Regions from separate parts of the Mus musculus genome. Here regions 1, 2, 3 and 4 are each linked to region 5. Evidence: chromatin contacts called from public Hi-C, HiChIP or PLAC-seq and Micro-C data. All regions are on one chromosome and are shown on one strand. The core of a region is the stretch at or near the end of the contact, and the rest is flanking DNA. Distances in the headings are between cores, read along the strand shown.

Region 1 (4,074 bases), core at 989-3,488, 530 kb after region 5:
GAGTGCAATCCATGAGCTCAGCTTCTCAGGTTGGATGGAAAAGACAAGAGCCTAGAGAAATGGTTCCCAATCTATGGGTTGTGATCACTTTGGGTCACATGGGTCTCCTAAGGCCATCAGAAAACACAGGTATTGACATCATGATTCATAACAGTAGTAAGCTTAGTTATGACATAGCAATGAAATAATTTTATGGTTGGGGGTCTCCACAACATGAGGAAGAGTATTAAAGCGTCACAGCATTAGGACAGGACACTTCTCTAGAGAGAGATCCACACAATAGCGGGGTGTGTTAACAGTGAATCCAGAATAGTTATTTAGTTAAGCTAGTGTGGGAATCAGACTCTTCCTGAGTTCTAACATATAGCTTCTCCTGGACAGCCACTCTAGTCGGGAAAGACAGGGTCCACCCAAGCCCCCAAGTCACCAGTAGTGAACGGGCCCACACGGTATCAAGTTCCTGCTCTAGATCCAGAGAGGATCCCAGATCTTTGAGCTTTCCTTACAGAGAAGCCAACCACAATACCATCTGTATAAGATTCTCTAGTGCAGCATTAACACTGATCCTACATCTTACATGGACTAGAATACTATTCCTATGCAAAGACAGGCATACCCAGCATTCTCGGTGGCCCATTCTATTACCTGCAGAAGACCAGAGACCGTAAAGATCATTCGTGTCAGCAGCCACCAGGATCCTGTCCAGGAAGCCATGGGGTCCAATATCATAGGAGTCTCCCTCACAGCCTACGAAAGAAAAGACAAAAAGAAAATGCCTCGTTTGCAACTAGCTCTGGCTCCAGAGGCAGAATCTGTAAGCTAAGGAGCCAATCAGAAGGCAGGGACCCTGAAGCCCAAGCAGTGTCTTAGAAACGTTTGTGTTGGCCCAGGATGGGATTGTCTGCTGCAGAATGAAGGCAATATGGGGCTCCCTTTAGGATGAGTCCCCCAAGATCAAAAAGGGGAACGGAGACTGCCTCCAGTCAGCAATTCACCCATCCCTCCAGTGCTCCAGCAGTAGGGACAACCCTGCCCCAGACACCTCCTAGCCTGTTTGTCAGCACCAGAGTGTGGCTTTTGGGGGCGGGGGGGGGGCTGGGGGTTGTGGGGAGGACCAGCCTAAAGCCAAGAGTTAGGGCACCTGCCAGCTTTAATTCCTTGAGGCAAAAATGAGTCTGAAGCCAATTAAACTAGACCAGAGAGGGAAGAACCCTGCCTAAGGGCACACAGCTAAACAGAGTCTAGGATAGGAACGCAGATTGGATAGTTAGAGGAATTTCTCACTAGATGATAGAATGCCTTCTGCTTCCAGACCTGCCTTTAAGAGAATTCTGGGGGCCACAGTCTTGCGGAGTGTAATCTCTTAAAGGTGAGGAAGAAGTAAGCCCAGGAGGGCTACGAGGACCGTTTTCCCCAATGTGTTTTCCTGTCAGTTTACAGGGAACTCAGTTTGAGCGGAGACTGGAAAAGCCGAGGTCACACTCGACTCCCGCTTCGCCTCGCGGGCGCCTTGGCGGTGTCGGTGTCCGGGGGCGGGTCGGTGGCTTCTCTCCATCTGGAGAAAGCATTAAGGCCTGGCTTAATGCGATCCGCAAATGTGCTGCTGTTTCCGACCTGAGGCGGCGACTCTGGGACGAAGGGAGGCGGCCAGGGCTGGGCCCCAGGACCACGCGCCCCTCTCCGCTGGCTCGCACACTTCAGCGCCCGCCACCCTCACGCCTCCTTTCCCTGGCGTGCGTCTCCTCTCGTTTCTCTGCGCTTCAAGCATGCGAACCTCACTCAGTAGCCAAACCTCCGGACCTTCAAACACTGCAAGCTAAGATCAGCCCGTAGTCCGCTGACCCCGCAGGGTATCCCCCATCATCCAGAGCACCCCTCGCTCGCAGAGGACCAGGAAAGGTTCTGTCCAACATTCCCGGATCCTGTAGCGCGCCTGCCTGGAGCTGTCTAAGCCCCATAGGGCAGTGCTCAACCAAGACCTTATTTTCCAGTAGCGTTCCCATCAACTTGCTCCACCTTACCATCCTCAGAGAGATGAATCCCTGGATCCCCCGCGGGTGTTTCCAATCCGGAGTCGCAGCAGCGTCTGACGGTGCAAGGAGGGATGCGCGCTGCGAGACAGTGGCGAGCAGCGCCGACTCGGCGACACCTCGTGCGGAGCGCGGGATCCCGACGGTCCCCGACGCCGGCCTCCAGCTCGCGCCGCCGCCAAAGTTAAATGGGGCTGGGACGCGGCCGCCCCGCCTGTCCCGCCCCTCCGGGCGCGCGGAGCGCAGTGCTGGCCCCGACCCAGGGGCGGAGGGCGCGCGCCGCCACCTGCGCCGCCCGTCCCGCAAGTGCGCGCCGCGTCTAGGGTACCGTCAGTCCCTCCCGCCCTGCGTCCTCTGCCCTAACCCAGGGGCGCTGGGAACGCGGGGACAAGCGGGCCACCGAGCCGCAGCCAGGCGGCTCGGAGCGCTCGGGGCCGCCGCGGCCACGGCGAGACTCCGCTGGAACGCTTCTCCGCCCGCTTCCTGGAAGCCACTCCTTGCCCTGGGCCTGCAGCCAGGCCTGGTGCCAGGAGCTCCGGCTGCCGCCGGCGGCAGCGCGCTCTGGGGAGGCGTCCGCTGCGCCACGGGCCAGCCAGGCCAGCCAGACCAGTGCGAGGATGCCACCCTCTCCCAGCACCACCGCCAGACCCCGGGGACCTCAGCTGTTAAGTAATACCCTGCAGAGGCTGCCCAGAGTCTACCCACTCCTGCTGGTAGCCTTAGGAGCTTGACCATCACCCATTCAAACAGCCCCTGCGGTCTTGGTATAATTGGGGACCATGGATGACCCAGCAGGGACACCTAAACCTGAGACCTAGAGTCCCTGGTAGGAAACAGGTTTGGGTCCCACAGAAGTCCAGACCTGTCAGGAAATAAATACAGCTACAGCCCCGGGGCCTAGAGGTTTGGAAGAGAGGTGTCCCAGTCATGAATGGAGGAGGGTTGAGGGCACCTTGAGCACTTCTGAAGGAAAGAAAAGCCATGGAAGAGACATGGGGGCTTGGCTTCATCTCAGCAATAGGAGTCAAGGGCCAGGTGTTCCATTTAAGGCACCATTGTGCCTCCCGTATTGCTGCTCCCTTGAGTGATGCCACTTTGTCAAGTGGTATGTGTAGCCAGCCTTCCCAAAAGCAGTCGTTCCTAGAGTTATCTTAAGTCCTCGGGGAGTAGCTTTTCATGATGATCAGAGAGGCCAGGTCTGGAACTGGTTCCTAGGTACCTATTTCTCGCTAGAGTCTGAAACATTTGCATCCAAAGTTGCTCTCTTGCCTAGTGAACTGAAGGCTGGTATGTTCCAGATTCTTTTATGGCATTGCCAAGAGTTCCCCCCACGTGTTTTCCTATTCTCTCCTTCCCTGATCAGATGGCCTCCTCTGACCAGGAAAAGGGCCTTGTCAAGACTGTCTCTCCACTCCAGAGAGGGAAACGGCTGGAAACCTATGGAAAATGAGCAGGTGGTGCATGGGAAGAGATTCAGGAGGAACCAAGAAGGGAGGACAGAGCTAGACCATGACTAGCTCACCTGCAGACCACTGAGTCTCTCTGTTCACCCTAGTTTAGCTCTGGAAAGTGGGGCAGATAATACACATATGGATACTGGGCTATTACTCTGATGGGGATTATGCAGGATTAGGTTCCCATGAGCCTCTGGTTATGTTTTGACAGCCACTTGGCACACTGCCTTATTTTGTATGCCTTTCCGTGTAAAAGCACCTTGTCTAACACATGTTCATTCATTCTCCCTGAGCTCCTGGCACCAGCACCTGTCAACTCTCCTAACAAGGGACTGCTCTCTAGCTGTTCACATACACATCCCAGCCTCTTGGTCCTTGGGGAGACAGAGCCAGCACTGTGCTCAAGGGTTGCCTCAAACAATGTAATCAACAACAAAATGTTGCATAGAGGACATTTAGGATAATGGTTTACCGAATAAGAACTGAACAGACCCAAGAAGAGCAAGGAAGTCTTGTGGGACCTTAGCAGTGAGTGTGGGCACTAACTGACTCCAAATGTTCACTGGCCTTCAGATGACTTCGAAAGCGTC
Region 2 (4,251 bases), core at 1,661-4,160, 620 kb before region 5:
AAGCTTAATAACTTGCTTGGAGGCACACAGCTGATGAGTACTGGGGGCAAGATTCAGACCCAGAATGTTTATCTATCTGGAGAATCCATGCGTTATTGCTGTCATCTCTTGCTTATCCAGCAGGGACTTGGTACTACAACAGTCAAGAGAAGAACGTAGGAGCCCTCCATTTGTGTGCTCATGCTGTTGGAGAGGAAGGAGATTAGTCATTTTTTTTTCTCAGACAGGGAAGTCCTGTAAACAGACAAAGAGAAGAATCTTTCTGTGGTCAGTTCTCTAGGTTTCCAGGAGCGCCTCTTCAGTGATGTTAGCAAAGTACACATAGGATCCCATATCAAGCTCCTCACAGGTCTGTGAAAGCAGCCCGCACTGTCTAACCGCGTGCTTGTCAGAGCTATGGAATCATCAGAGTGTTGAAAGAGTCAGCTCTATTTAGGTGTGAGAGTCCCTCTTAAGTTCTTGTGCTTGAACACTTGGTCCTCAGATGCTGACGTTACATTGGAAGGCTTAGGAATTGGAACGAGTCTAGAGAAAGTGAGTCGCTACAGGGTAGGCCTTGAGTCTTACAATTCTGCCTTCTTCATGTCCTCTCCTCTTCCTGGCCTCTGCTTCCTCCCATCTTTGCTTCCTTCCATTTCTGCTTCCTGTCTTTTCTTTTCCTGTCCTCTCTGCTTCCTGTTCATTCTGTTTCTTCTTCTTTCAGCTTCCTGTCCTCTCTGCTTCCTGCCATCTCTGCTTCCTGTTCTCTCGACTACCTCTTTTCTGTTTCTCAATCTGTTTTTCTCTGTTACCTGTCCTCCCTGCTTTCTGTCCAATCTGCTTCCTGGCCTTTCTGCTTTCTGTCCTCTCTACTTCCTGCCTTCTATGCTTCCTGTCCTCTCACCCACCTGTTCTCTCTGTTTCTTTCTTGTTCCCCCTGTTACCTGTCTTCTCTGCTTCCTGTCCTCCCAGATGTGAATGAAAAGCTTCATACTCCTGCTGCTGCAGCTGAGTCGCTTCTGCTGCCCTGCATCCTCTACCAAAAAGAACCACACTCTTAAGCCCGGGACCAGAATAAACCCTTCCACTCTTGAGTGACTTCTCTTAGTTAGGAAAAAAAAAAAAAAGAATAATGTCAATTCAATGGATGTGGTTTAAGCGTGTCCCGCAAAGTTTCCCATTTTGAAAGTTTGGTCCTTGTTGTGATTCTGGGAGCTGGTTGGATCATTGAGGTGGAGCCTACTAAAAGGAGGCAGGGTGACTGAGGGTCTAGTGTCCAGAAGGCATTGATGTATTCTCATGGGACTCTGGTTAGTGCTTAAATTAAGTTTAATTGACTGATTGATTGATTGATTGATTCTGTGTGTGTGTGTGTGTTACAATTGCTGTGTAGAGGTCAGATGAGAACTTGTAGTAGTTGTTTCTTTTCTTCCACCGTGTGAATTGGGGACTGAACTTAGGTTGTCAAGCTTGCTAGCATGTGTCATTTCCTAATAAGCCATCTTCCCAGTCCTGATCAGATTGTCAGAGGGGATTCATATAAAAAAGCAACATCGTCCCCTCCTCAGTTTCTTTCTGGCTTCTTGTCTACTATACCATTTGTTCTTTGCACTTTGCTTGCTCTCTTCATAATGCCTTTTACCATGATATGCAGTGCCCAAAGAGCCCATGACTGGACCAGTGTTGATGCTAAATCTTGGGTTTCTAGCCTCCCTAACTGTGAGCTAAGTAGATGTTGCACATGCAGAAGTTTAGACATTTCATTTAGGACATAGGAAGTACACCCAACACAGTAAATACACAAACCAACCTTTCAATCAATCCGTGCCTTGAAAATGTAACAGGGTGCTTACTTGAAGTTTTCCAACTTAGTACTGTTGTCTGTCCAGGGAAGGCAAGCTGGCCTCTTGGAAGATGGAAAAGAATAAAGTCAGCTTTGCTCAGACGGTCACACTCAGTTCACTAGGAAAAGACAAGTGACAGGGTCAAGCTTGCTTCCTTGGGGTGGGAAGCATACACTTCCTCCCAGGGCGTGTGGAGAAAGGGGCAGTGAAATTTGGTCATTTATTAATATACTTTGTCACAGTGGGGTGTCTACAATCAGAACAGGAAATAATGTGTTGATGAGGCATGTGGTGGTTTGAAAGGAGGTTCTCAAACACAGTGGACAGTCGTCCAGGGCCAGGACAGGAGACTGTAGGTGACAGGAGAGGGCCACTGACTAGGGAAGTGACATGATTGGAGCTGCTGCTCAAGTGACAGTTTGGCCCCTTATGTATGCGTGGGCTGCATTCCACAGGGATAATAAAATATAATTGCTCCTGCAAAGAATAGTTCACTGGAAGCAACCTAAATCAGTATGCCTGGACACTTGTCTACACAGCGGTGCCAGTCTGGCGGCATGAGATTCACAGCAAATCCTGGCGGCTGTCCCTTCCAAATACATCTTAATACCACCACTTCTTACCACCCCCACACTTCTCATTCGTTCAGTCACCACACTCCACTCTGACCACCCAACTTCTGCTTTTTCCTCTCTGTATTCCCTCCTCCCCACACCAGCAGGCTTATGCCTAATCATATCACTGGCTTGCTCGAGCCTCCCCAATATACATAAACATGTGTATACTGTATACATCAACACATAAAAATACCTGCATATATACACATGCGTATGCATGCACATATTTGTATGAACACACACTCAGCAACAAACGGACTTGCAAAACTCTAGTGGTTGCATGTTTCAATATTTCTGCTCCCAATCTTAGTTCTCTTGGGGCCTTGGGGACTGTGTTTTCACCACTGCTCACACTTGCTGACTTTCTTCACTCTCACGTGACCCACCGGGAGCCCTCATCATTACTATGCTCTTTGGGTGCAGATGCCAGAGTTTCTCTCATTACTCCACTGCACTTTCACTTCAAGAACTAAATAACTAACCTCAGAAAGAAATCTGAAGCCACTCAGAGGTCACACTTCCTCCTTCCCCCCTCATCCCCATCAGAGTCCTGCATATAGTTTAGGTGGAACATATGCACTTTGCTTTCCCATTCTGAACTTAAATGATTCAGAGTTGGTACCTTGAGATTGGCCATCAGTCTGTTTCACACCGCAGAAAGTGACAAAGGCCACATCTAAGCATTTTTCCCCAGAGAGCTGATTTGATTAAAGCACCTTTATACTTGTCAATGATTTGTCTTATAACTATATATGTGTGTATGTATGATATATAAAATAATTTCCAGTAAGTCACAACTATTTATGTTTATTATGCTATACAGTTGAGATATTTCTAGGCAGCTATTTGTGCAGATCTCTAATTATTTACTTGGAATTAATGATGAAACTGTAATGACTCAGTCCCAGGGTGTTCATATTTTTAGTTTTTGATGTGTGTTGCCAACTTGATCTCCAGAAAGCCTGCAGCTGTCCATATGTTCACAGGGGCAATATAACCACACCCAGTTCTCTTCCAACCCTTAGCTCAGTTCATAAGTTAATAAAAGCTCACTCTGAGTTTTAACAGTGTATAGTGGGAGGGACTTGTTCTAACTAAGAAAAGTTCCTTTGTAAAAGGAAGTATGTAAGAACTCCTGTGCTGAGGGTTGACTCACTTTTGGGGGGATGTTCAAGTTCATTACCAATCTTTCAATACCTCATTTTGTTACCCTCACCAAAGTGAAACATCAGGAAGAGCAATAAAGTCAGTGTGTGTATCTGTTGACACCCATGGATGCTGCAGATGGAGCTCCAAGTGTGGAGGGCAAAGATAGACTAGACATTAGTGATGAAAGGGAAGAATTAAGAGACATCTCTCCCCAGCAGCAAGTAAAGCAACTGTATGGTGCATAGCTTAAAAGTTAGACAAAGGCATACGTCATGGCTATATCTATAATTATAAGGCAGAAAAGCCATTGTTAGCATGAAACAAAAGACAAAACTAAGGCAAAATAATTGATAGATTTCTTTTGATAATCATTTCAAAATTAAAAAAAATAGTGGATAAGAAAGATGAGGCAGGAGATAAGAGTGCATAATGCTGGTGTGGAAAACTGGAGTTCTCTTAACCACCTGTCACCCCAGATCGATTGGATTTAATACCCTTTTCCGACTTCTACGATAAACTACATTCATGTTAACATACTCCAACATAGACACACACATGGAGACAGAAGTAAGAACAAAGTAAACCTCTAAAAGTGAAACAATATACAGAGCAGAGAGAGGCTGGCTGACTATACAAGGTAATGACATTTTATATAAGTTAAA
Region 3 (4,217 bases), core at 1,055-3,554, 530 kb before region 5:
CACACACACACAAATCCATCATGTCTGAGGAGCAAAGTGTCAAGCATGCATTCAATATTCCAAGAGACAATTGAATAAATCTTTGGGACATGATTTTCAAACTTAAATGTGCTTGGAAATCACTCCTCCATTAACTGGGACCCTTCAGACCCTTGCTCTTGCTCTCCCTTCTTGGATACCTGTGCGGTTTTCTCCATCAATATACTTTACTTTAAATTTCTTTTCCTTGCAGCTCTGGGGCTCAAACACAGGACCTCATTTTAAAACACACACACACACACACACACACACACACACACAGAGAGAGAGAGAGAGAGAGAGAGAGAGAGAAGAGGAGGGGGGAGATAGAAAAATTTCAAGTGTAAGGCACATATAAAATGGAAATATTTACCCTTCTGCTTCTTAATCCTTACTGTTATCTCTAGAGTTTGTTTCTTACAAATAAACCAGACAAGTGGCTTACACCCCCTCACAACTCAGAACCTCTTTGAAGATGGGGGAGGGGAGAAAGGACTTGAGCTCACTGCTGCATCTCCAGACTCAGAAAGCAATGCGAATGTAGGAGTGATTGATTTTTTACTAAAGTCACACTGCGTGCTATATTCAATTGAATCTTCCCAAAAATGCTAAAGAAAATGGTAGTAAAAGAAGTCATAGAATGTTCTGGGCCCTTCAAGTGTATGTGGTATTCATTTCATCTTCATGCACTTCTGGTCTAGAACCGGTTGGGTTCCTACCAATTGCTGATGGAGAAGGAAAGCTTATGGAGGCTGATCAAGGTTTTTGTTCTTTTAACCATGCTAGTACAAGTTCCAAGGAGAAGTCTATATGGATTCATAAAGATGTTAATAAATTTTAAAAATACAGCTAGCTGAGTGTATTGAATCATGCCTGTAATTCTAGCACCCTAGGAAGTTGAAACAGGAAGACTAATGTGAGTTAAGAGCTAGGCTACTTAATAAGTTCCAAGCTAACCTGGGCTAATTAACAAGATTCTATATCAACCCTTGCACTGAAAATGTAATCATTAAAAATTAAGTGACCTTCTAAGAATTTTCTTGCTAAAATTTATATTTATACATCTACAAATTAGAATGTTAGAATTTATAATTATATAGCTACAAATTGGAATGTTAATAAATCAACCAAAAGCAACATTGCTTCTGAATAATTGCCAACTTTATTAGTGAAAAAAAAGATAATATATTTGTTGATTTTTTTTAGCCATTCATTGTGAATATTTGCCTATTTGTGTATTATTGGTTTTTCTCCTTGTTTTCTTCTTGTGTCTAGGCCTCCGCCAAAAGGCAATGATGTTTTAATAATCCCTAAGCTTTACTGCATGTTGAAGAAACTTGTCATCATTTATGGCTTGTACTTGAAGTAATTCTTTTGACTGCCGATGCTTGCCTTCCAGCTTAGTATGATACATTTTAAAATGTGCGGAAGTGTTTGATTTTCCGACGTTCAAACTAACAGGTTTTCTGTACTGCGTCCTGAGAGTGGCCTCAGAAGGTCTTTCACAAAGGTTGTAACCCTCATGGTGACAATGGTGAAGCTGAATGAGATGGACTCGATGGATTGCAGGGCCTGTCGGTAACCAGATAGCAGAAGGCTTGGTTCACACACAAGACCTTGCTTTATAGAATCATGCTGGGGTCAATGTTGGAAAAAGCCAGGTCACCATGACTCAAGATGAAAATTATCTCTCCAGGGATGTGAACCACTTCATTGACACTATTCTGCCTATCACGAGTGGGGAATCAGTGCAAGGACACCACCTCTTGGAGATTGACATAAGAACTTGTGAATAAGCAAATCTAAAGACAGCAGGAGAGATGGGCCAACCCACAGCCAGATGAGCATCATAGAGTTATCAAGTCTGTCAGCACTAAAATACACTACTTCAAAAGTGAAATGTATTCACTCATAATACATAAATCTGAGCTTCTAGATTGAATTATACAAGCTGCACAATAAGTGTGACTACCTACTCAAACAAGACCAATAAACAAATGAACAAACAAAGCTTCAATGCACACGCTGCCACAATCTCATATTTGACCATGGTCCATGTCTTTAACTCACTAGAGAGAAACTTATTTGTTACAAGAGTTGAAATCTGGGATTAACTTCTGCTTAGCAAGGATCAAGACCAATTTTATCTTGGGGTGTGGGATTGAAATGTTTTTGTAAGTTTACATCAGCTGAATTTTCTCTTCTTTCTGCAAGCTGACCTAGTTTGCTTTGTGGAATGATGATGTTTCACTTGGAATTTAACTTGGATGACTAACATGCTTGCAAGCTAGTTACTCGAGCCGCTGGGACTTCTCCTCTCTTAGCTTTACCTTCCTCTTTCCTCTCTAAAGCTGCTGAGCTTCCGTCCCGCAGACCAATAGCATTTCTGGTTGGTTCCTAGTTTATTTCAGGGTCACAGTTACCATCAAGCATGGATTTCTTTTTCTTCATCTTGCCTTAATGGATATTGCTAGTGTCAAGGGACACAATTGGTTTGAAATACATTTTCTGTGGCTTGATACTTTTCTGAACTCCCTTGCAGAAATGCTTGGATATTTATTAGTTGGTCACTTAGTTTTTTTTTTTTTTTCAGGCACACATTCTATGAGTAATGAAGCCTTTATTTTTTATTTGTTCACCACTATGAAAATTTGTAGCCATAACAGGAAGACAAGAAAGAAAAAAAGGCCTCTGGGATTTATTCCAGGAATGTAAAATCAATTTAGTATGTAAAATGTAAAAACACGTGTTGATCACAATGGCAGATCAATTGGCAGATGTATTTAATCAAATCACACCTCTTCCTTAATTTGGAACTAAGATTATAAATATCCTAATTTTTATTTATTAATTTCCTATATATGATATATATACATGCATATACATCATATACATATACACATATATACACAAATATATACATGATATAAATACATCCTATATACATATATATGAGGGTAACACATTATATTATATATAATGAATGATTGTGTACACGTATACCACAGCAGGCATGTGGAGGTCAGAGGACAGCCTAAAGTAGTCAGTTCTCTCTTTCCATTATATGGGATCTGGGAATCAAACTCAAAATTTCAGGCTTGGCATTAAGCTTCTTTACCTATTTAACTATCTTGCTTATCTAAGAAATTTATTTCTTGATTTATTTACTTTTATTTATATTTATGAGTGTTCTGCCTGTGTGTATATGTGTGCACCAGGTGCAGGCTGGTACACTAAGAAGCCAGAAGATGGTGTTGGATCTCCTGAAACTGGAGTTGTAGATAGTTGTGAGTTGACACATGGGCCATGGGGAAGGATATTCTTCTAGAGCACCAAGTGTTCTTAACCTCTGAGTCATCTCTCCAGCCCCAGAAGTGTTATTTCTATTATATTAATTTAAATATGCCAATGCATTTATTAGAAGAATTTATTAGAAGATGCATCTTTATTTGTTCCTCTATTCTTTTGTTAACTTTTTACTGGTTCTTTGTGCATTTTACATTATGCACCCCAAATTCTACTCATCTCCCCTTCCCATTGTATCGTCCCTCCTCCCTTATAATCTCCCTCAAAAGATTATAATCTCCCTTATAATCGTCCTCAAAAAATAAATCCTTTTGCGGAAGCTGTAATGCCATAGTGTATCCCGTAGTATTCCAGTGTAGCCCCTTCTATCCACACCTCTTTGTTTGCAAACATTCACCGCAATGACTCACTGACATGGTACGAGGCCTCTGGCCTCTGCTACACTATCAATACTGGAACCTCCCTGCGAGTGCTCTCAGATATCCTGTTGTCACCCTGTGTCATGGAGACCCTGTAGTTTTGGATCTGTAGGACTGGCCCCTTCATGAACTCAGCACATATACATACATTTATGTGTGTATATTGTATATAGGGAATTAATAAATAAAATTAGGATATTTATAATCTTAGTTCCAAATTAAGGAAGAGGTCTGAATTGATTAAATACATCTGCCAATTGATCTGCCAGTGTGATCAACAAGTGTTTTTACATTTTACATACTAAATTGATTTTACATTCCTTTCTTTCTTTGCAAGAAAATAAAATTTAGGGTGGCTTTCCATTTGTTTTTAATGGAGTTTTGTTTGTCAGTATCTTTTTCTTTCTCTAACTGAAAATTGTGTATTTTATTTCTATTGCAAGGTCCACATGACCCATCATGAACAATTCAAGC
Region 4 (3,849 bases), core at 1,273-3,772, 590 kb before region 5:
GAAAAGGTCAGTTTTTATCTCCACCATTTCCAGGAAGTAATGGGGGAGTAATAGATGGCTGGGTTTTCCATTGCATGCTGGGTAGTCATCATGATTAGGTATTAGTAGCTTTCTTTAAAATTAAATGAAGTAGTGTTGTGGAGGGAGGCCTGGGAACTGTACATTTTTGTCCTGTTTGTTTCTATTATGTTAATTACTGCTCTTCTACATAATCCAATGAAAGGACTATTGGCAGAAGAGGACCTAGTACATCACTAGTTTAAAATGTGGCTCTCCTTTCATTAAAACAAAATGCACATGCACACCAGCTTTAGGAAAGAAGATGTTTTGAATTAAAACAGCTCAAATTCCATCACAAATTGATCCATTCTGTGTACAAGAAGGAGCTCAGTTCTTGTACTCTCTATACTGAATTAGTCTTGATCAAGTTGATGGATAATTTGTGGAGTTTCACAAAGTATATGGCTACTTGGCCAATTATCAAGACTTAATTAAGAGACTTTTATACAGGTTCACATCATTTAGTTTTAATCTGTTAGTTTAGTCTGGGAAAAATACCCATTAAAAATACCCTTATGATGAAAAGATAAAACAAGAGTTTAATTTATCAAGTTAGTCTCTGGAACTCCTGAGTTGCCTGGCATATATGGGAACAATTGATCCTGGCTCTGAGACTATAAAAGAAGGCATAGCTTGGATCAAAAATGGTAGCCATCTTCACTGTCATTCTTCTGTAGTAATGTGAAACAGGCTCCAAAGGACGTTGAGTTTTGCTTGAAATACTTTGAGTGCATTTAAGTACTTCACTAGGGTGACACACACCTGCAGTCTTAAAGGTGTACACCCATTGGCTCATATGCATGCTGGTAGGGCATCTAGCATACTGGCTCATTGCAGTTCATCAGGTATCATTCAAGGAATACCATCAGAGGGGTGATCCAAGGCAATTAGGATCTCCGAAAACCATTTTGTGGCAGATATAAGCCATCAACTTTGACTTGATGCAAAGTTATTAATTTATTCTGTTGTCCCCAGTCGGTGAAAGAAGTCTTTTAGAAGACTTTGCAAAGTGGTATTGGTGATAAAATGCATGAAGATTCACAAAACAGAACCCCATCTGGTCTGCCCCTCAGGACTAATGTAATGTTAGAATTGCTTAGGGTTTAGTCATAAAAATATAAATATAAATGGCTTCCAACTGAGGCCATTTAATATTGGGAAGAGAGTTACTTTTGAATTGGAGTATTGAATGAAAGGAAACAGCAAAGGAGGAAATTCATGTACATACAAACATGCGCAATACAAAACAGTGGTCACCCATAGAACTGGGGAAAGGAATGCACTTGGAGCTGTAGGAACATGAAGCATAGATGTAAGGCCCATATGGCTGCAACCAAGGCCTCTGACCAGGGTGACAGTTAATGTTGTGGCAGAGCACTCTGCAAGTCTGTGATGGTGTAGCTCTTCAGAGTCCTGAAGGAAGCTGGCATCCAAAGCTGAGTACTGCCATGGAGGAGGGGAGCCATTACTGAGATGACAGCTGCAAGGACAACTCACAGAAAAGGAAAGGCTCTTGTTGTCCCTTCCCTTCACAAGAGTTCCAGTATCCTTCCTTCTTGAAGAACCCATCTTGAAATCATCTGGGTAGAAGTGGAGAAGATAGAATTGGAGTGAAGGGCCACTGGTCAATCCCTGCTGGTGTGTTTGTTACTTTCTAACTGTGACAAAGCACTTGACAGAGCCTACTTAAAGAAAAGAGAGGTTTGGGCTCACAGTTTAAGGTGTATCAGCTTATTGTGGCCAAGAAAGCTTGTCTGCTGAGGCAGCTAAATCCAAAGGACTTGAGGCAAGACTTAATTACTTCTTCATGGCTCAGGAAGCAGAAAGTGGGGCAGGGCTATAATCTATACTACCTGCCACTTCAGCCAGCCCCAAACCACCAGGGGCATATTCAGTGTTCAGACTTAGGGCAAACTTACTGTTTAAGAATTTTGAAGAATTTAGCTTATATATCCAAGAAAAAAAAGGAGAAATTTTGAGTCATCTTACTATAGTGAGTTAGCATTTGGGTTTTTCTGAATTAGGATTTAAGTGAGCATTATGATTTGAATGTAGCATTGACTCAGTGCAATTCATTATGTTAAAGATGTGTGATTTGAGCTCACAGGCCTGCCCTGAACATTTGTACCATGTTAGACGATGATTTTCATTGACCAGGAGACAGAAAGAGCAAGTGAGCAAAGAGACCGAAGAACACCACCATGGACTGGAGATTAACCAACAGAAATTCACATTAACTCTAAAACCAGAGCTCCTGCATATTCATTTCACTCAAGACTCTCCAGTTTCCAAATTCATTTTAGAATTATGAGGCTGTCCAGTCATATTTATACTTTTGTTATGTCCTTCCTGGTTCTCAGCCTCCAAAAATGTAGTAATTTGGCCTTTTCTGCTTAGACAAACACCTGGAAGCTCTCCTGGGAAAGATCCCAAGTCTAGACATAGCTTTTAAAAAAATCCACACATGTGTTTCTCGTTATGAGGAGCTTTAGCTCTGCAGACAAGAGAAAATTCCCATGCCTTTACGGAGTTACCAATTATGTCACATTCTGTGAAGAAATGCTCGTGACTAATATATAAATAATTGTCTTCAAAAAATTATAATAAAAGGGAAGACAGAGAAGAAAGATGGTTGCATTTGAGGTTCTGAGAGTTTTAGTTTTGAATGCAGGTCTTGGGTAACAGGAAGAAGAGGTGACTTTCAACCATCTACCTGGGAAGCTATGTTGTTTTTATAATTTTGGCAAGCTCACACTGACAGCAATCTGAGCATATCCACCGAGCTGCTATCTTTTCCATTTTCTTCTTCCTCCCCCCTTCTCTTCTTTGCTTTCTACTCCTCCATCTATGAACACAATAAAAGGCAAGCATCTGTACACCTTTTCTGTTCTAGGAAAACATATAAAGCACTAAAAGTAAGTGCATTAAACTAAAATTTCTTCAGAACACAATGCAATTAAGAAAGGCCCCAAGGAGATCCAGGACCTGTTGCAGTTACAACTGCAGAGGTGTGGGATATCAAGACATGGCAGTTTCTCACCAGTGTTTGCCATCACTTTCTTAGAGCATCCAGAATTAATTGTAGCAATAACTTAGGAACAGGTAGAGAGAAGGTATACATATAATGCATAATGAGAACAGACACTCAAACAGGGATAGTAGTCACTTTTGTATAGCAAACAGGTTAAAAAAAAAAAACTAGAGAGAAGTCAAAACTGGAGAAATGAGGGCACTGGGTCAGGTGACTGACTACTATGTTGAAGATGTTAAAAGAAAACCTGGCAAAACACACACACATTCCATGATTCCATTTGTGATGGTTGATTGTTTGTTTAATGCTACCAGTTATTGGATCCTTAATCCTACAAGCTTGTAACTAGTTGAACTTTCCTACCATTTCTGTCACTCATATTTAATGATCAAAATAATAATAGATGTGTATTTGGGATTATGAGATGGCTCAACGGTTAAGAGCACTTGCTGCTCTTGTGGAGGGCCTGAGTCTAGTTTCCAGCATCTATATGTGGTTTCTGATAATGGTTTTTAACTCCAGCTCCAAGGGACCTCATCCTCTCTTCTGGCCTCTGTGTGTATGCAAGTATACATTCACATACCCATATACATATACACTCAATCAAGAATCAAATAGATCTTCAAAAAACCCAAGAATATGTATGTGTAATCTGTCAGGGGTCTATGTAAACACTGACATAGGGCAATCACTTTTTTTAAGTCAACTACACTGACAACTACAAACTATATCCACAATACACACCTTAGATGATTCGA
Region 5 (4,322 bases), core at 989-3,488:
CTCAGGACCCCCATCTGGGGAAGGTACTGAGGCTTCCCCCGCTGTGTAGGTGTAACCATTGCCGTTATTGTTGTTGTTCCCATTGTGAGCAAAGCTGAGTGCAGGGCTGGGAGGGCTATAGTCCGCCAGGCGTGAAGTAGCAGCTGCGCTGCCGCTGGTCCCACCACCGAAGTAAGAGTCTGTGGATGCGCTGCCAAGCGAGCTGGAGCTGTCGTTGCGATAGCTGGAGAAGGGCTTGCGGCCAGGTGTAGGAGTGATGCTTGGGGTGGGCTTGCTCCAGAGGCTGCCCGGCCCGGACCCGCCGGACCCGTGATGCAGATCAAAGCCCACGTCTGTGCCATTGGCATGGAAGTCGTTCTCGTCTGTCAGCTCGATGATGCCACCGGTGCGCAGCGCGATGTGAGCTTCGATCTCCTCTCTAGCGCGATCCACGTTCTCTGGCATGCCAGTCACCTCGAAAACTGGCTCCTTGTCTCGGCTGGGTGTCACAATATATGTATGTGTCTGCTGTTGAATGCGCTTGATCGTGGCGCCCTTTGGACCCACCACGAGCCCTACCACGCGGTATGGCACCCTCACTTGGATAGTGGTCTGTCCCGGCAGGTTGGGCGGTCCGGGCACAGCTCCGTTGAGAGCCGTGTTCTTGTTACGAGAGGCTCGGATCATGGAGAAGTGCTCTGCGGCAGAGATGATCTCCCTCCGAGCCATAGCCACATCCTCCTTCCTGCCCGTCACAACAAAGACAGGCTCCTCCCCGCGAACTGGGGTCTTGATGTAAGTGTTGGTCTTCGCCCTCAAAGCTTTGATTTTACAACCTGGAAGCCAGGGTTCAAGGGAGGGAGTAGGAGAAATAGAGAAAGAGACACGCCCATTATCCCAGGATAACCGCGGAGACCCGGGACAGCCCGCGCCCAAGGCAGCTGGGCAGCAGAACACGCGACCAGAGAAAGGGGGCGTCTCCCTCGCTGACCCCGAACCGCGCTAGGAGCTGGACCGCCGGTTCTGTCCTCGAAACGCTCGAGGAATAAATAGCCCATTGGCTGCCTGGCCCTCCCCCGGTAACTGCAGTCGTCCCAAGCAAAGCGCAGAACCCCAGAAAAGTCATCTAGGGGGATGCTGCTGGTATCCAACTGAGCACACTGATTGCCTTGAAGACCAGGGGCTCCCGGGAAGCCGCGATCCCTAGACTCTGGAGGACTAGGGGTGGGGTTAAGAGAATGGCAGTCCTGGGACCCATTGTTCCTTCCCTGGACTCTATTCCATTCCGCTTTGCAGAAATCCCGAATCCTCATCCCTTCGGACGACCCCCCCCCATACTGCCCCCTCCCAAAGGACCACCAGAGGTCCCCTCCCCCAGTATATTATATTTTAAACATCTTTCCTAGAGTGGACTAAGTCTGGAGCACTAGAGGAAAAGGCAGTGATTTTAGCAGGAGAAAGTGCATCCCGCCGCGGCACTGGCGCCGCTGTGGAAGACAGCCTGCCTGCACTTTCTTTGTCTAGTGCGCCGGCCCATCGCGCGGCTCTTCCTCCCTCCCCAAGGCTCCCCCGCGCCACAGCTCCCGTTCCTGCACCCGCCCTCACAGTGAGGCGGTGGCGGAGATCCTACACACCCCTCCGGTCCCCATCCCTGCCGGACCCACCTTGCCTCCCTACGATCTCCGCGACGTGTTCGGAACTGGGTACCGGCACGCACTCGGTCATGTTCACGCTCTTCTTGCGCGGTTCGCTGTCGTACAAAGAGGCGCCCTCATCACTGTCCAGTCCCAACAGGGAGAGCTGATCGAGCGCAAGCTGCAGGGCTCTTTGGTCATCCAGAGTCTCTCCCCCGCCGCTGCCACCGCCGCCTCCCCCGCCGCCGCCTCCCCCGCCGCCGCCGCTGCCGTTGCGCTCCAGGTCTGCAAACAGCGAGCTGGGCATCGCTCCGCCGTGCGCGCCGCGCCCCAGCCGGCTCTCTGCTCGGCAGCTAGAAGGTGCAGCCACAAAGGCAGCCGGGAAGCCGGCAGTCAGGGGCGGGGAGGCCGGTCGGCTGCGGAGGGCTCCGTGGCTCGTTTTTCGGCGCTCGGAGGAGTGGGTCTCTGCGTGCAATCCGCACCGGGCAGTGGCTGCAAGAGCCCCCGCCTGGGTCCCCACCCCAGATCTGCTGGCGGTTGGGGTGGGGGCAGAGCTCGAGCGGCGGCCGCGCGTGCCCCCCGAGTGCCCGGCTGGCTGGCCACAATGCCGAGCGCAAAGCGAACAGGCGAGCGACAGCAGCGTTTCTTTAAGGAGCCCCTCCCCGGCTCCTCCACTCCCTCCCTCCCTCCCTCCCGCCCGCCCTCACTCAGCGCTTTTTCCTCCTCTCCTACCCGCCTCTTGACTGAGCCTCTGCAGCCAGACGGCTCCGGAGGGGGACGAGGGAGGCGCAACGTCACCGGCGGGAGCTGACACTACAATGCTACTGACACTATCGCTGGGGGAGGCGATTGGCGCGCGCCAGGCCGGGGGCGGGCGGAGGCCGGGGCTGAGAGAGCGGAGCCAGCGCCACCCCCATCGAGCTCGCCGCAGCCCGCCCCGGCCTCCTCCCGGCCGCGCCCCTCCCCCGCCGCCGCCGCGAACGCCTCTCTTTGTTGTCTAATGCGGGACCGGCTGGCTCGGGACATTTATATGTACCTATCAGCCGAGGACAACCACTGTCCTCAAGTCTCTTTCCTCTCCAGGTTGAGAAGAAAAGGCGCCCAACTGTGATGCCAGCCGCCAAGCTCCAAAGAGCGGTCCTTCTAAAGTCCCGTTACTGCCCCCAAATAAAGCATCCCTGGAGCCGACGCGACCACTAGGTGGACGGTATACTGTACAAGGTATCTGTACCACAGGGCGGCCCAACCCTGGGACGCGGAACCAAAGGCTCGAGATCCTGGGCCCCATTGGTATTGTGACTGCTGGGCGCGAGCTGCCCACCTGCGCGGGAGCGCACGCCACACAAAAGACACGCCCGCCCACACTGCCACTCGCGCGCGCGCTCACATTTCCGTCCCCTTGGGTAGCACTTTGCCCAAGTGGCCCTGAAAGAACGAATGCCAAAACCAGAAACCGGTTGCAGAAAGGGCCCGACCCGCACCGCTGCAGGTGACCTCTAGGGTCCCGCACATGCCTGGCGCGCGGACTGAGACCCCGCGGGCTCCCACACGCGCACGAGCGCCGCGCGCCCACTGCCGGGACGCCAGCCCTACACTGCCCGGGAACAGTGAGGGCGTGCGCGCCCGCCGCTCCCAGGCCCGCCCCTCCCTGCGGTCAGGCATGCGCAGTGCCTGAGAGGAGCCCAGAGCGCGCCGGCCCCGCCCTCCGCCCAGCCCGGCCCCGCCGGGAGGTGTGTGGTCGGGCCTGGCGCTCTTTGTGCGCTTCTCGGGTTGGGGGAGGCGGCGGAGGAAGGGTGCGACAGGACTAGCGGGCGGCCAAGGCGAACTGCGCCCCCTCCTGGCTTCTCCACCGATAGCCTCCGAGCGCAAGCGAAAAGAAAGGAGGTTTTGAGGGGCGGGCCGGGGCGGGGTTCGGGCCTCGGCGCATCTCCCTCCTGCGAGAGGAGGACGCCCCTTCCCTGCTCAAAGCGCATCCGCTTCTCCGTCCTTTGTTCCCGGAGCCCGCCTGTTTATCCGCGCCCCTGCGCCCTGCAGGCTAGTAGTCCAGGCTTTCCCTAATCCTGTTAAGGTCTGCCGGGAGAGACGCCTCCTGGTGATTCCGAGGCGACTTGTGTACACCGCAGACTGGTTTACTGGAGAACCCCTTCCCCGCTGGGGGCGACCCTGGGGACCTGGGGCAGATCTGAGGGACCCAGAAAAAAGGGATCACCCCGCACCTCGGCTTTTATCCACAATACCTCCCCTGCCCAATGCCTGGGTGGTTAAAAGTGACAATGGTTGGCAGTGCACTTGGGAGCGGACTGTTCTGCCAGCGCCTGCACTTCCAAGCGTGCGAAGGTGATCCCAAGCTCCAAACTCACCTGGAGCTGTCTCGGGGCAGAGGTGCTGATTATTTCCCTAGGGAAATGAGGCTGAGGTGCGGCTTTACTGTGGCTATTTCCTCAGGATGTTTACGTCAGCTTCCCCAAGCTGGCTGTGTTTTTCTTCAAAGAATCAGTTCTATAAGGGGCGGGAGTGGACGGGGTGGGGGTGGGGGTAAGAAAATGGTGGTGCAGAGAGAGTTCGCTGACCAGTAGAGAATTCCTGCTTATGAACTCGGAGTCAAATTGGTTTGTGAATGAGGAAGGAGTGCACTTGAGGACCCTAAACTAGGTACTGGAGCAAAAGCGCCCTGCCTAGAAAGAGTAATGAAAGAGCATTCATGACGGC

Evidence for each region. A called contact is a pair of places that touch in the nucleus more often than the background predicts. HiChIP or PLAC-seq counts read pairs in DNA pulled down with a chosen protein or histone mark.
Region 1: a contact with region 5 is called in a Micro-C map of embryonic stem cells, with 5 times the contacts expected there. The contact joins the promoter of Adamtsl3 here to the promoter of Mex3b in region 5. A contact is called at or near these places in 2 of 39 promoter capture datasets (both in embryonic stem cells), 5 of 484 Hi-C or Micro-C datasets (embryonic stem cells and nephron progenitors) and 2 of 115 datasets of contacts at active chromatin or transcription factors (both in embryonic stem cells).
Region 2: a contact with region 5 is called in an H3K27ac HiChIP or PLAC-seq map of bone marrow-derived dendritic cells, with 4 times the contacts expected there. The contact joins the enhancer-like site here to the promoter of Mex3b in region 5. A contact is called at or near these places in 19 of 39 promoter capture datasets (the 3T3-L1 cell line, 3T3-L1-derived adipocytes, the C10 cell line and 13 more), 2 of 15 datasets of contacts at CTCF or cohesin (the NIH/3T3 cell line and large pre-B cells), 51 of 484 Hi-C or Micro-C datasets (B cells, the C10 cell line, the C2C12 cell line and 29 more), 33 of 115 datasets of contacts at active chromatin or transcription factors (the NIH/3T3 cell line, SST interneurons, T-cell acute lymphoblastic leukemia and 25 more) and 4 of 9 other capture datasets (adipose tissue, embryonic stem cells, liver and 1 more).
Region 3: a contact with region 5 is called in a Hi-C map of tail fibroblasts, with 4 times the contacts expected there. The contact joins the enhancer-like site here to the promoter of Mex3b in region 5. A contact is called at or near these places in 16 of 39 promoter capture datasets (the 3T3-L1 cell line, 3T3-L1-derived adipocytes, the C10 cell line and 11 more), 4 of 484 Hi-C or Micro-C datasets (adipose-derived mesenchymal stem cells, muscle stem cells, tail fibroblasts and 1 more), 16 of 115 datasets of contacts at active chromatin or transcription factors (T-cell acute lymphoblastic leukemia, cardiomyocytes, craniofacial prominence and 9 more) and 1 of 9 other capture datasets (embryonic stem cells).
Region 4: an H3K4me3 HiChIP or PLAC-seq map of embryonic limb bud shows a contact between it and region 5, with 8 times the contacts expected there. The contact joins the enhancer-like site here to the promoter of Mex3b in region 5. A contact is called at or near these places in 10 of 39 promoter capture datasets (the C10 cell line, cranial neural crest, frontonasal cranial neural crest and 5 more), 1 of 15 datasets of contacts at CTCF or cohesin (large pre-B cells), 2 of 484 Hi-C or Micro-C datasets (embryonic fibroblasts and nephron progenitors) and 18 of 115 datasets of contacts at active chromatin or transcription factors (the NIH/3T3 cell line, astrocytes, cardiomyocytes and 13 more).

The regions. Positions count from the first base shown.
Region 1 is chr7:82,333,858-82,337,931 of GRCm38.p6, reverse strand. It overlaps Adamtsl3 (ADAMTS-like 3), which reads right to left and starts at 2,238. Exons shown (of 30, transcript NM_001190374.1): 1 at 2,022-2,238; 2 at 646-747. The coding sequence starts at 2,024.
Region 2 is chr7:83,481,065-83,485,315 of GRCm38.p6, reverse strand. No RefSeq gene overlaps it. Among named protein-coding and RNA genes, the nearest start is that of Gm10610, 67 kb to the left of the region's middle. Within about 2 kb of position 2,910, at least 38 of the 459 cell types and tissues checked have an H3K27ac peak or open chromatin away from gene starts, as enhancers often do. A contact at or near this core is called in bone marrow-derived dendritic cells, bone marrow-derived macrophages and pro-B cells, where this site is marked.
Region 3 is chr7:83,394,513-83,398,729 of GRCm38.p6, reverse strand. No RefSeq gene overlaps it. Among named protein-coding and RNA genes, the nearest start is that of Gm29976, 13 kb to the right of the region's middle. Within about 2 kb of position 2,304, at least 4 of the 459 cell types and tissues checked have an H3K27ac peak or open chromatin away from gene starts, as enhancers often do. A contact at or near this core is called in tail fibroblasts, where this site is marked.
Region 4 is chr7:83,458,369-83,462,217 of GRCm38.p6, reverse strand. No RefSeq gene overlaps it. Among named protein-coding and RNA genes, the nearest start is that of Gm29976, 77 kb to the right of the region's middle. Within about 2 kb of position 2,522, at least 15 of the 459 cell types and tissues checked have an H3K27ac peak or open chromatin away from gene starts, as enhancers often do. A contact at or near this core is called in embryonic limb bud and second pharyngeal arch cranial neural crest, where this site is marked.
Region 5 is chr7:82,865,249-82,869,570 of GRCm38.p6, reverse strand. It overlaps Mex3b (mex3 RNA binding family member B), which reads right to left and starts at 2,238. Exons shown (of 2, transcript NM_175366.3): 1 at 1,644-2,238; 2 at 1-815. The coding sequence starts at 1,920. It overlaps Gm36584 (a long non-coding RNA gene), which reads left to right and starts at 2,275. Exons shown (of 5, transcript XR_003946820.1): 1 at 2,275-4,029.